Linked DNA regions of Mus musculus: regions 1 and 3 are each linked to region 2. A link is a contact called in public Hi-C and HiCAR-type data. All regions are on one chromosome and are shown on one strand. The core of a region is the stretch at or near the end of the contact, and the rest is flanking DNA. Distances in the headings are between cores, read along the strand shown.

Region 1 (3,874 bases), core at 1,119-3,618, 340 kb before region 2:
CACCATGGTTTGCCTCAAACCATACCAAAATCTGTGCTGGCCATTGCATATTACTACACACGCTCCATCTCAGGGACTTTGCTGTCTGCTAAGACAGTCTTTTTATAGATAGCATGTCTTGACTTATTGCAGCTCTCTTCCAATAGCATCACAGCAGTGGGCACTTTCTCAGCTGTGATGAGGCAGCCCCAGTGCATAGAGCTATTTGCATACAGCTGCCCTTGGTTCTCTTTTATTCCTTTCCCTCCTTACTGACTTGAAGTTGAATGTTTCTGTTCTTTCAGGGGTTACCCTGAGTCACAACATGCACTGAAAACCTTTATTAGGTTACTTACATATTTACACTCTCTCTCTCTCTCTCTCTCTCTCTCTCTCTCTCACACACACACACACACACACACACACACATATCAATGAGTCTGCCTTCAAAAATTACTTTAGAGATTCCAGGTGTCTGCCAAAATACTCCAAGTCAGGTTCTCCTCTCTCTCTCTCTCTCTCTCTCTCTCTCTCTCTCTCTCTCTCTCTCTTTCTTCCCTTTTTTCTTTCTTTCTTTCTTTCCTGCCTCTGCCTTCTGAGTGCTAGGATCAAAGGAGTGTGCCACCACCAACCAGCCACATTTTATTTCTTTAAGGAAACAGTCATTTTTGCAGGTTGGTGCCACCATGAACTGGGGAGTTGAATATGAAGAGCCTTAGGCAGACTGAGTAGGCACCCTAACACCACATGGGACTATGCCCACAGCTTGCTTATCTTTAAGTCTGCACTCGACATTGTAACTGAAGGGAAGCCGGGTGCTTACAGTTATAATGCTGTCTGCTAAAGATGATGCCCCCCGCCCCCGTAACATGTAGAGTCAAAAACAAAACAAACAAACCTCCTTCCACATTAACAATCAGAGTGGGACTGTGGGGAACCAATGACTTGTGATGTATTATACAGGCATTTGAAGCCTACTCTGAATGACACCTGGTGTCTGTTCCAATCAAGAGTTAGCTAATTAGTTACTTAGTGCAGTAAGACTAACTGCTTAGCAAGACAGAAGTCAGCGGGTCCCTTAGATGGGGACACTGACAAACAGCTCATGAGATAAACTCAGAGCTTTAGTTCTGCCAACTCCAAAGATCTTCCACTCCTCTCAGGGGTGCAATCCCTTTTCCAGGAGCACCAGATGCAACTGTACAGTAGTGTTTAATAAACTCTCTACTGCCAATTTGTCTTTTTTTTTTTTGCAAATTAATTTACAGCCCAAGTGCCACTGTCTTCAACTCAATAGATAGAGATGACTTTGAACGAAGATCACAGCCAACGACACGAAATTTTTTTGCAGTTCATGAATTTTTCCCATGTTGTTTCACTTATCTTCCCCCATCCCAAACACACACAGACACACACACACACACACACACACACACACACACACACACACACACACACATTAAAGAGAACACCCAGCCCTTCGAGGTTCTACTCATGTGGAGAGGGTTTCCTATATCAGTCCCAAGTCCGCTCATTTTTCCCCCTCCCAGTCTCTATGTGCAGTATGAAAGGTCTGTTTTCCAGATAGCTGGGCAAAAGCCGCTTTCAACTTGGATTAACTTTCTGGATGCTGGTTTTCCAATTTTTGCTCTGGTAAGTGTTTACTCTGTCGTCATCTCTTCTGTATCTTCCAGTGGGCTCAGTTTTATTTTCTCAATGCCATATGTTTACTGAACTTTTAAAGAGATAAGTTAAATTGAGGAACTGAGGAAGGCTAACTCAGACACCAGACACTTCCCCTAGCTACAGGCACTCAGGAAACACGCCGTGAGAATATGGGAAGAAAGGGGTTCTACCTTCCAGGACCATGGGAAAATAAATTCCTATTGTTTAAGTCACCGGTGTGAAGTGTTTTTCTTTGGGGGTGGGAGGCAGCCTTAAGCAAACTAATACATGTCTTTAGGGACATTAAAAATACATATCCCGGAATTTTTTTTTTAAGTTTATTGTTTTCTAGGCCCCTGTTGCCTTTTGGATTGTCTATTTTTCTACTTATCGAATTCACCAGAATTAGGAGATTAGGAGAGAGCAGGAACTGCGTGCGATTTAAGGCTGCATCCTGAAGCCTTAAGAATGAAAGAATGACAGAGAAGCGGCTTCTCCAGGAAGACTCGCCGGGCCACGGGGTACAGGAGACCCTCAGCAGGGGCTGCCGGCTTCGCTGGACACCGCCCCTGGGTCTGCCCGGGCGGCTTCCGGCTTCCGGGATCTGGGTCGCGCAGCACCCGGGTGGGCGGAGCCACGGGCAGGGCGCTGACGCGAGCAGCGTGGGGTGGGCGGGTCCCGGGTGGAGGCGCGGGGACACGAACCGGGCTAGAGGGGCGGGGTGAAACGGCGGAGCTCGGGCATCTGAGCCGCAGCCGGCGCCGCAGGTCCTGGGCTGGGACAGAAGGCCGGGCAGGACGCCTGTGCGCGCGGAGCTCCGCTCCCGGGTGCGGCGGGTGAGAAGCGGGAGAGGCCGGTGTCCAGCCCGGAGGCCGACGGTGTCCTGTGTCCCTCGGAAGCCACGCTGCGCACTGGGCGCCGCGGTGTGAGCGTGGAAGGCTGGCGGGAACGGATCCGGAGATCCTCCGGTGAGTAGGCGACTCTGCTGCGGAGCTGCGAGCTCGACCGGGTGGCTGCCTGCGAAGTTCTGCCGATGGGTCGTTCAGCAAGCTTCTGGGATTGCCAGCTCCTTCGGAAGGAACAGCACAAAGTTTGCACTTAGTGACGAGACTTTTTACATAGTCGGGGCTATTTGCACCAACTCCGGTCTTTTTGGACAGGCAGTCTTTCACCTTTCCTCCTCTTCCCCCAGACTTCAAAGAGCAGTCCCCTCCCCGAGAGAGAGCTGCGTTTGGGTATCAGGTCCACTGAATCTGGTCCCAGTGTCCACAACTATTCATATGCTGAATGGGCGATTCAGATGATGGATTCGGGTTGTTTCCAAATTGCTGTTATGGTCAGTTCTGTAGTGGTTCTACTTGCACTTGACATACTATATTTCCTCCTCTCCAGCTCTGTGGGAGCACATAACCCTGCAGTTTTAATTGCATCTGAACCGGGGATTCGTTTCACCAGCTGTGCTGGGCATTTGGAGTGTGTGATGACGACTGTTGCTGCTGGCTTATGACAAAGCGCAGCCCTGTGAATTACTGTTTTATCAACTGAGATATTCAAGCTGAGCTTTCTAATTGTTTTCTAAAATAACTCTAAAACATGATGGCCACTGGGGCCCCGTAAAGGCTTTGGCAGACAGGTCTGATGCCCTGGTAAAAGGAGAGAACCAACTCTCAAAAGTTGGCATGTGACCTCCACCCCCATAAATAAACGCATGTGATTTTTTTTATTTTTAATTTTTTTTAAAGATTTATTTCTTTATTATAAGTACACTGCAGCTGTCTTCAGAAACCCCAGAAGACGGTGTCAGATCTCATTAGGGATGGTTGTGAGCCACCATGTGGTTGCTGGGATTTGAACTCAGGACCTTTGGAAGAGCAGTCAGTGCTCTTAACTGCTGAGCCATCTCTTCAGCCCGTGATTTTTTTTTTAAACTTTAAGATAATGTTTATTGTACAGCTTTAAAATAAAAAGGTCTTAATTGTTAACTTAGTAGACCTAACATTGTCTCAACACTGCATCCCTGTGCAGTAGTTAACATCCACATTTTATAGATGAGGAAACTGAAGGTCAGACTTGAAGTGCCTCAGGTCTCAGCTTTACATACAGGTCAGACATCAAAGAGCCTTCCTTGGCGCCAGCTCCAAATATGTAAGCAGGCAGAAGGGGCATGCAGCTTACAAGGTGGTCAGGTCAGGGCATGTGGACATTTGTACTTTTTTTTTTCCTTTGGTAC
Region 2 (4,298 bases), core at 1,560-4,059:
CAGAGGCTCAGGCAAGGACCTTTTCAGCCCCTCCTTGTACTCTTTGTAGACCTGATAACTGGGGCTACAGTGTTTTCTTCTAACTCCCCTGACTGGCCATCAAACACCCACATCTACTTCCAAGGGGCCAATTTTGGCTCTAGTTCAGAAAAAGAGCTAACACAAGCTGCCCTAGAGATGAGCCGTCCTCTCTCCCTAGAGGTGTGGGACCTATGCCCTCAGAGGATTAGCGGCAGCTGAGACTGGGGTGTTGGAGAGAGGACTACTGTTCGTTGACTGCGGAGTCTCAGATCCACGAGGGACTTGGGGCTCAGTCACATTCTAGTTAGACGGAGTCTGCAAGCCCACCCGTGTCTTTGAGCCTCGGTTTCCTGATCTGTAAAGTGGTTGCTGGGATCCCGTGTGTGCAGGCTCCTCGTGCATCCAGCACAGGAAGTTCATGGCAGAGTAAGCTTTGCTGTGTCTCTGCAGTCCTTCCAGGTCTCAGATTGAGCACAGGTTAGGGCAAGGAAGCAGGGAGAGCAACAGGAGCTGGGCTGGCATAGGTGGCTCGCCAAGGAGATGAAGGTAAGACCCCCTTCCCTAGCTGCTGGCCTCTCCCTGTGGCCATATACATGTGGTCCTGCCCTGACACACATCAGCCTTGCCCATGGGGCAAGGTGCTCACCCTCTCTGCACAGTAGGTGATGGAAAACATCTTTCTTATATCCCAGGCATGTATAGAAAACAAGCTGTCTGCATGCAGATTCTCATACTCGAGAATACGTGTGCATACACAGACACACACACACACACACACACACAGACACACACACACACACACACACACACACACTGTGACCAGATTCCTGTCTGCAGTGAGGGTTCAGTTCCCCTGGTTTCAGATGAGGAAATAGAACTTCAGTTCAGGTTGGAACTCAGGCTTGGGTGTTCATCTGCTGCACCCAGGGCTCTTTCTTCAAAGCTATGCTTGATGGTAAGGTAGGCCCAGTGGCCATCCACAAGCAACTGTAGACAAATCCTCATTCCCAAGTCCCAGAGTCTCTGAAGGTTCCCATTATTCTTTATTATTTAAACACGCACACACACCCCACCCTTTCCTGCATGTGTGTACTCACAGGCTCAGGCTCAGGTGCCTGCAGAGGGCAGAAAAGGATGCTGGATATCATGGAGCTAGGGTTACAGAAAGTTGTGAATCAGTCAGCGTGAGTGCTGGGAGCTGAGCTCCTGTACTCCGGAAGAGCCTCACCAGCTCTTTTTTTGTTTGTTTGTTTTTTGGGGTTTTTTTGTTGTTTTTGTTTTCAAGACAGGGTTTCTCTGCGTAGCCCTGACTGTCCTGGAACTCACTTTGTAGACCAGGCTGGCCTCGAACTCAGAAATTCGCCTGCCTCTGCCTCCAGAGTGCTGGGATTAAAGGCGTGTGCCACCGCCCGGCGCTTCACCAGCTCTTAACCACTGATCCCTCTCTCCTGAGCACATGCCTTTTAAAAGTCAGAGATTGGGCCTGGCAGTGCTAGCACACACCTTTAATCCCAGCACTTGGGAGGCAGAGGGATCTCTGAGTTCAAGGCCAACCTGATCTACAGAGCAAAGTTCCAGGACAGCCAAGGCTATACAAAGAAACTTTCTCAAAAACAAAGAAAGATTTTGGAGTGACAATGTGGCATTTTATACCTCTGCTAGTGGCAAGTTTGGAAACAATGTTCTCCTGTCATGCACAGGGCTCTGAGGAAGGCCCTGAACCAGAGAGGGAGAATGGCGGCATGGCTGGTTTTTCTCAAGCAGCCTGCAGCCACCTGCTTGGGTGCTCAGGGACACAGGTGTAGCTCCCCTGGAGCCAAAACAATGCTTCAAGGCTCGCCTAGCCCAGGACTCTGTGTTCCCACCTGCTGCCCAGGTCCCCACCCCAGCATGCCTGGCTGCGCCCCAGGAAGCAAGGCAAACAAGCTTCCATTGATTCCCGTCCTGGCTAGGAGAATGCTCCTTTGTTGAGCTCCACACCTCTTCCTCTAGTGTCCGTGCCCACAGGACAGGTGTTCAGGATAGAGGCAGCCAGGCCGAGAGAGGAGAGCCTTTCCTAGGGATCCAAAAGAGAAGCCAAGGGCAGAATGTCTCCCCTCCCCCGCCGCCCCCCTCCCTGTGGCTTGTGTCCTTTTCTCGCCTGTCATTGTTCAGGCCTGGCACCCTTCTGTTGGACAGTGGAGCCCCAGGCTGTGTGTTTACCCCCCCCCCCCATCTTGAAAGCCTGCTGCTCCACCAGGTTATATCTGGACAGAAGCTCATGTGGTACTGAACGCCGTTTATCCTTGTCCACAGCCCTGTGACCAGCCTGGAACTCCATTCAGGGCAGTCTAGGAGAACAAAGTCCACTTAGACTTTAAAAGCTAACCTGGTCTCTTTCTCACCTCCCAACCCCCACTTGCTCTCTCACTGTGTAGCCCAGGCTGGCCTGGAAAGCCTGGGCTCCAGCCATGCCCACCTCCTCAGCCTTCTGAAAAGCTGGGGTTATAGGGCACAAGCACCATGCCTGGGTTTTCAGAGTTTAAATTTTTTTTTTTTAATTTTATTTTAGGGGGTCTGTGTGTGCCTGCGCGTAGAAGTCGGAGACCTTTTTATTTAGTCAGCTCTTTCCTTCTGCCTTCATGTCAGTTCTGGTGACCAAATTTAGGTCATCAAACTTCCCAGAAAGCCCTTTTATGCTCTGAACCACCTCACTGGCTGTTGGTTCTCTGGCACTCAAGCTCCTTAGCAGGCCTTCGCAGCACTCCCTAATTTGGGCATAAACCATCTCTCACATGCTCCTCCCGCTGGCCTTGACACTCCACTGTTCAGCCACCCACCTGCTTCACCCCTACTCACCAAGCATGCGCTGTGTACCATCATTGCTCAAGGGGCTAGATCTGCTTCAGGAAACCAGGCAACTCCACAACAGACTAAGGAACGTCATAACAGAGTGTGCGGGGTGCTGTAAGGAAAATCCCTCAGCTCAGGGAGTGGGTAGTATGATATATGTAGGGATCAGGGAGGGGACACTGTGTGAGGTGGCGCTGTGACAGAAGGAACTGAGAACCGAAGCAGGGAACAAAGGGCACAATGAAGTTTGCCTTCTCTGCTGAGTGACAGGAGCCTCCTAGCCTAAGTGTTCTGTGTGCTTGCCACCTCCAGGCTCCGCCCCCAGCCCCCGCCCCCAGCTCGGTGAAGCCCTTTCCAAGGGTATCCATCTCTCCCTGGCCTATCCAGGATCACACTGCAGCCTTCCTTATTTACTGACCTTGTCTCCCTCCTTCCAAACGCTAAGATGCTATCTCTGGTGGTGGACTTCGCCACTTAGAGGGTTCAGGTTCAGATTTCTCAGCGACTTGCTTAGTACCAGCTGTGGAGCCAGGCAGAGGCAACCTGATTCATCTTCAGTGCCCTTCCATAAGGTCTGGCTTATGGCCACTTTTACAGATGGGTATTCTGAGTGACTTCATGTCTAAAGAGTCGTGGGGATGGAATTGGAGTAGAAATTGTATGACCCTGGAGCCTAGCTCTGTTAACATTTTTTTTAAATAAGAAATTATATCATTTCCCCCCTTCAACCCTTCCCTCTTGTTCTAAAATTAATGTCCTCTTTTTTCTTTAATTGTTCACACACACACACACACACACACACACACACAGAGAGAGAGAGAGAGAGAGAGAAGGGGGGTATGCCCCATCATGCCCAGGTTATTCAATGCTGGGGACTAAATCCAGGGTTTCATGCGTGTTAAAGTAATTACCAAATGAGCTATGCCCCCAGCTTGCCCGCCCAATCTTAATGACCTGGAGTCACCTCCTTCTTTAGGCATGAGACTCTGGTCCTCAGATGCCCCGGCCTGACCCCAATCTTCTCCACCTTCTCTTCTATGGGACACTCCGCTTTTACACATTATCAAAGCAGACATTTCGCCTTCTGTTCCTTCCTGCCTGTGTCGTACCAGAGTAAAAGAGCACAGCCATGGCAGCCAGCTTGGGACAAGGCCATGCAAGAGTAGACACTGCCTTCCCCTTTCACGATGGGTTCCTGCCACGGGGCTCCAGAAGGAGAGCCAGGAGTCATCAAGCAGAAAGAACCAAGGCCCAGTGCTCATCAGAGTTGTGCACTGTAACTACCGCTGTTTCCCTGATGAATGTCGTGGGTGGGAATGACGTCTCAGAGTGAGAAGTGTCACAAAGGCCTTTGCTCTGGGCTCTCTTGCACCAGTCAGTTTTAAACTTTTTCTTTTGGGTTTAGTTCGGTATGTCAACGGCAATAACAGCCAACAGCAGCTGCT
Region 3 (3,885 bases), core at 964-3,463, 400 kb after region 2:
TACAATGCTTTCACTCCCTTGTCTGGCTTCACGAGTCATAGTTGCAGCTCCACCTTGGGTGTATTTTAAAAGTCAAATATTTTCCCGAAGTTGTGAGCTAATCTTACAGCGCCGTGCAGCGATCCTATTATCCATAAACAGTTAAATAAAACCCATCAGGATTCAGTTTTTAAAATCAAGATTCTTCTTTATGTGATATGTTGATTAAAACAAACCACTAGAAAAATATTAAGTGCCTCAGAGTGGAGACGAAACGTATATAAACATGGTGAAAACGCAAGGCGTTAGCTTCCAAGGACCGTCGTCTGACGGGAGAACCCCGGGCGAGCACTTGAGAGAGCAGAGAGCCCCTTTGAAAAGAAAACCCACCCAGCAGAACCCTGACACTCTGTCACACACCCTCGGAGAAAGAATCCAGGCTGCAGATCTGATGTTCTGCGAATTGATATGTTAGGATGGACATTTTTAAAACTGTTCTTTGTGTGCCAGTGAGAAGGTGCAGCCAGTAGAAGCACTCGCACAAACTTGGCAACCCGAGTCCAATCCCCAGAATCCACGTACAGGTGGAAGGAGAGACTCGACTCGAGTTCTCCTTGGATGTCTTATATGTGTGTGGCGTGCACGCAGCCTTCCGCCATAATACTATATAAGTACATTCAAAACTTTTTTAATTGGGCTGGCAAAATGACTCAACCAGTTAGGAGTGCTTGTCATCAAAGCTTGAGCTCTGTCCCAGGACCCCACATGGTGGTAGGGAAGTGACTCCTGAGAGTTGTCCTCTGACTATTCTCCGTCCTGGGTGTGAACACACACACGCACAGACATGCACACGCACACACACACACACACACACACACACACACACACACTATAAAGGGCCTGGAGAGACAGTTCAGTAGCACGTCTAGAGGACTTGGGTTCCAGTCCTAGCACCACATGGTATCTCACAGCTGTTTGCAGCTCTAGTTTCAGGGAGTCTGATGCTCTCTTCGGGCCTCTGTGAGCACCAGGCAAGAAAGTGATGCACAGACACATAGGCATGCAAACACGCATACTTATAAAATAAAGATAATTTAAAAAATCTATAAGAAAAATAAATGAGTGTGTGTGTGTGTGTGTGTGTGTGTGTGTGTGTGTGTGTGTGTGTGTTTGAGACAGGGTTTCCATGTGTAGCCCTGGCTGTTCTGGCACTCACTATGTAGACCAGGCTGGCCTTGAACTCAGAGATCTGCCTGCCTCTGCCTCTCTGTTGCTGTGGTTGAAGCTATCCCTGCTGACTTTTAATAAAATTGTTCTTTGTGTGCTTGAAGCAGAGGAGCCTGAGGCTAAGAGGGAAGGACTTGCCCAGGTTCTCTAGGCACTGAACATCTTGATAGCTTCAGAGGCCCCTACCCCCCAGCAGAGAGCAGTGGTAGGGGGAGCCAGGCACTGGGAGCCAGTCTGGCCTTGCCACCCACTGACTCCATGACCTTGGCCTTTCATCCCACCTGTGTGTGTAGCCTGCAGAAAGCACCCATGCTGACTTCTAGACAATAGAGTAAGAGTCTTCCTGATTCATGCTGAGACTGAGAGTCAGTAAGCAAACCTGGCAGGTGGCTGAGGCTCCAGCCCCATCTTCCCACAGTGGGCAGTCTCATCCTACACTGAAGGCTTGGCTCTGCCCTGAGCAGTGTACCTGCCCTGGCCTGAATGGGAAGGTAGGAGACCCTGGGCCAGTGGCTGGGGTGTGGATGTCCTCTGAGCTAGTTACTATGTCTAGCCTTAGGTTTTGTTCTTCTCACCGCAGCTGCTCATTATGCGATGGGCACAGGGCCTCACCACACCTCATGGGGGCGTTGCTGAGAGCAGCTTCCTTTTAGAGAGATGGGAACTGGAACCAGAGGTGAAGGAGTTGTTCTGTGTGAGTCAATCACACCTTTCGCCCGGAAATCCATAGTCTCAGGTGCCAGCCTACATTGGGACTACAATACAAATGGAAATGGGCTCTTCAGAAGGCAAATTGGTGTTGTGATCTGAATATGAAGAATCCCCCACAAATGTCTATGTGGCCCACAGCATTGTTTGGGGATGTTGGGGGCCCTTTGGGCATTGGGGACTATGTAGAGCTGTCAGGGTGGAGCTAGATGGTTTTATCTGGCAAGTTACTGTGTGGAGTCTCTGCTTCCTGACTGCCACCGTGCGGAACTAATCTGTAGTCACTCTGCTACCCCAGCCTCCAGCCTCTCCTGCCGCCATGCCTTCCTGCCGTCATACCCCACATACGCTAGCAAACACTGGCTTATCCAAAGTCACAGAAAGCAGCAGCCAAGCATCCAAGCCCTCGGGTGTCTTGTGGTTTGCCCAGATCATCTATTCCCTATACTGCTGGGCTCATCCCTGCTCCAGGTCTTGAGACTCCATGCCATCAAACTCCCTGATGGCCACTGGGCAGGATTTCTGCAGCACCAGTGCCCCCTGCTGGCTGAGACATCTGCATTGTTCTTGCACCGGAAAAGCACCCTCCCTCTCCATCTGGCTCATCAGGTCCTGCCCCTGCCCAGCTAGCTACCCGCAGCACCTGCGGGCCCCTAGCAGCTTCCGCACAGTCTGACCTTGCCACTGTTCCCTCCAGATCAAGGGGGAAAACAGGACTGGGTCCATCTTATCCCAGCTTGGCCTCTCACCCACTTCACAGACCTTCTAGGTCCAGTTCTCTATTGGTTTAGCCCAGCTTGGCTGCAGCACCTCAAATGAAGATGGACAGAACTGGACTCAACTATCCAAGCAGGATAGAGCCTTTTGGTTATAGGATGTAGTCTTGGGCACTGGACAGGTAGAAAAGATGAGGACACACAGAGACCCCCAGTTGTCAGTGAAGTCTCTCAGAACCACCCTGCTGCTCCGCCCTCACTCTTCCTCTTTCCTCTCAGCATCCTGCAGCCCCCTGTCCCCAGCCCCCTGCAGCCCCCTGTCCCCAGCACCCTGTAGCCCTCCTGTCCCCAGCCCCCTACAGCCCCCTGTCCCCAGCACCCTGCAGCCCTCCTGTCCCCAGCACCCTGCAGACCTCTGTCCCCAGCACCCTGCAGACCCCTGTCCCCAGCACCCTGCAGACCCCTGTCCCCAGCATTCTGCAGACTCCTGACCCCAGCACCCTGCAGACCCCTGCCCCCAGCACCCTGCAGCTCTGGAGACGGGAGTGAGGGTTCCTAGGTCCCAGCCATTCACCACTTGCACACCCCAGCTCAGCAGCTACCTGCCCACCCTTTTCAGCCACCCACTCACCCACCACACCCCATCTCAGCAGCCACCCACCTACCCCAGCCACCCACCTCACCACACACCACCTGAGAAGACGCATCCAGTCTATGCAGCACAGGAACCCTCAACCCTTGCCTGACTCTTCCCAGGCACTGATCCACTCCCCAGAGACTACAGAATCTACACACCCCAGCCATTTACTTCTCCTTCCCCGACTGTCTGCTGGACTGAGGAGAGGGCTGTGAGAGGAGAGTCTCTAGGCAGGTCATGAACACATCGCTTCTCTTCCAGCCCTCTCTGGAACGGCAGCCACAGATCTTCACCAGGCACATACATGTGCACACACCTACCCACACAATTTCCCACGCTCAAATCTTGTAGCACTTTCTCCAGACTTTCAGGATAAGAGTTACTGCTTGTGCTGGAGGCCTACATTCCCTGGACCCTGGGATCTCCAGCCCTTGTCTGAATTCTCTCCACCCCCCGTCCCCAAGTCAGAGTCCCAACTACTGGGCTTACTTGGCTGGTTATACTCTCTACAATGTTCTTCTCCACCTACCACATCACCTGTGCTGCCTGCCAGCTCTATAGCGCTGTGGTTTGTAAGTGTCCCTGAAAGGCCTGGCCATTAACCTTGGTGTTACTGGG

The links. A called contact is a pair of places that touch in the nucleus more often than the background predicts. HiCAR-type assays count read pairs that join an accessible place to other places.
Region 1: a Hi-C map of forebrain shows a contact between it and region 2, with 4 times the contacts expected there. The contact joins the promoter of Zfp69 here to the enhancer-like site in region 2. A contact is called at or near these places in 1 of 484 Hi-C or Micro-C datasets (forebrain) and 2 of 115 datasets of contacts at active chromatin or transcription factors (embryonic forebrain and embryonic stem cells).
Region 3: a contact with region 2 is called in a HiCAR-type map of embryonic stem cells, with 3 times the contacts expected there. The contact joins two enhancer-like sites. A contact is called at or near these places in 1 of 484 Hi-C or Micro-C datasets (embryonic stem cells) and 1 of 115 datasets of contacts at active chromatin or transcription factors (embryonic stem cells).

The regions. Positions count from the first base shown.
Region 1 is chr4:120,950,182-120,954,055 of GRCm38.p6, reverse strand. It overlaps Zfp69 (zinc finger protein 69), which reads left to right and starts at 2,368. Exons shown (of 6, transcript NM_001384119.1): 1 at 2,368-2,612.
Region 2 is chr4:120,614,507-120,618,804 of GRCm38.p6, reverse strand. No RefSeq gene overlaps it. Among named protein-coding and RNA genes, the nearest start is that of Gm8439, 28 kb to the right of the region's middle. Within about 2 kb of position 2,809, at least 99 of the 459 cell types and tissues checked have an H3K27ac peak or open chromatin away from gene starts, as enhancers often do. A contact at or near this core is called in embryonic stem cells and forebrain, where this site is marked.
Region 3 is chr4:120,214,694-120,218,578 of GRCm38.p6, reverse strand. All of the region lies in intron 1 of Gm36134 (a long non-coding RNA gene), which reads left to right. Among named protein-coding and RNA genes, the nearest start is that of Gm36013, 26 kb to the right of the region's middle. Within about 2 kb of position 2,213, at least 14 of the 459 cell types and tissues checked have an H3K27ac peak or open chromatin away from gene starts, as enhancers often do. A contact at or near this core is called in embryonic stem cells, where this site is marked.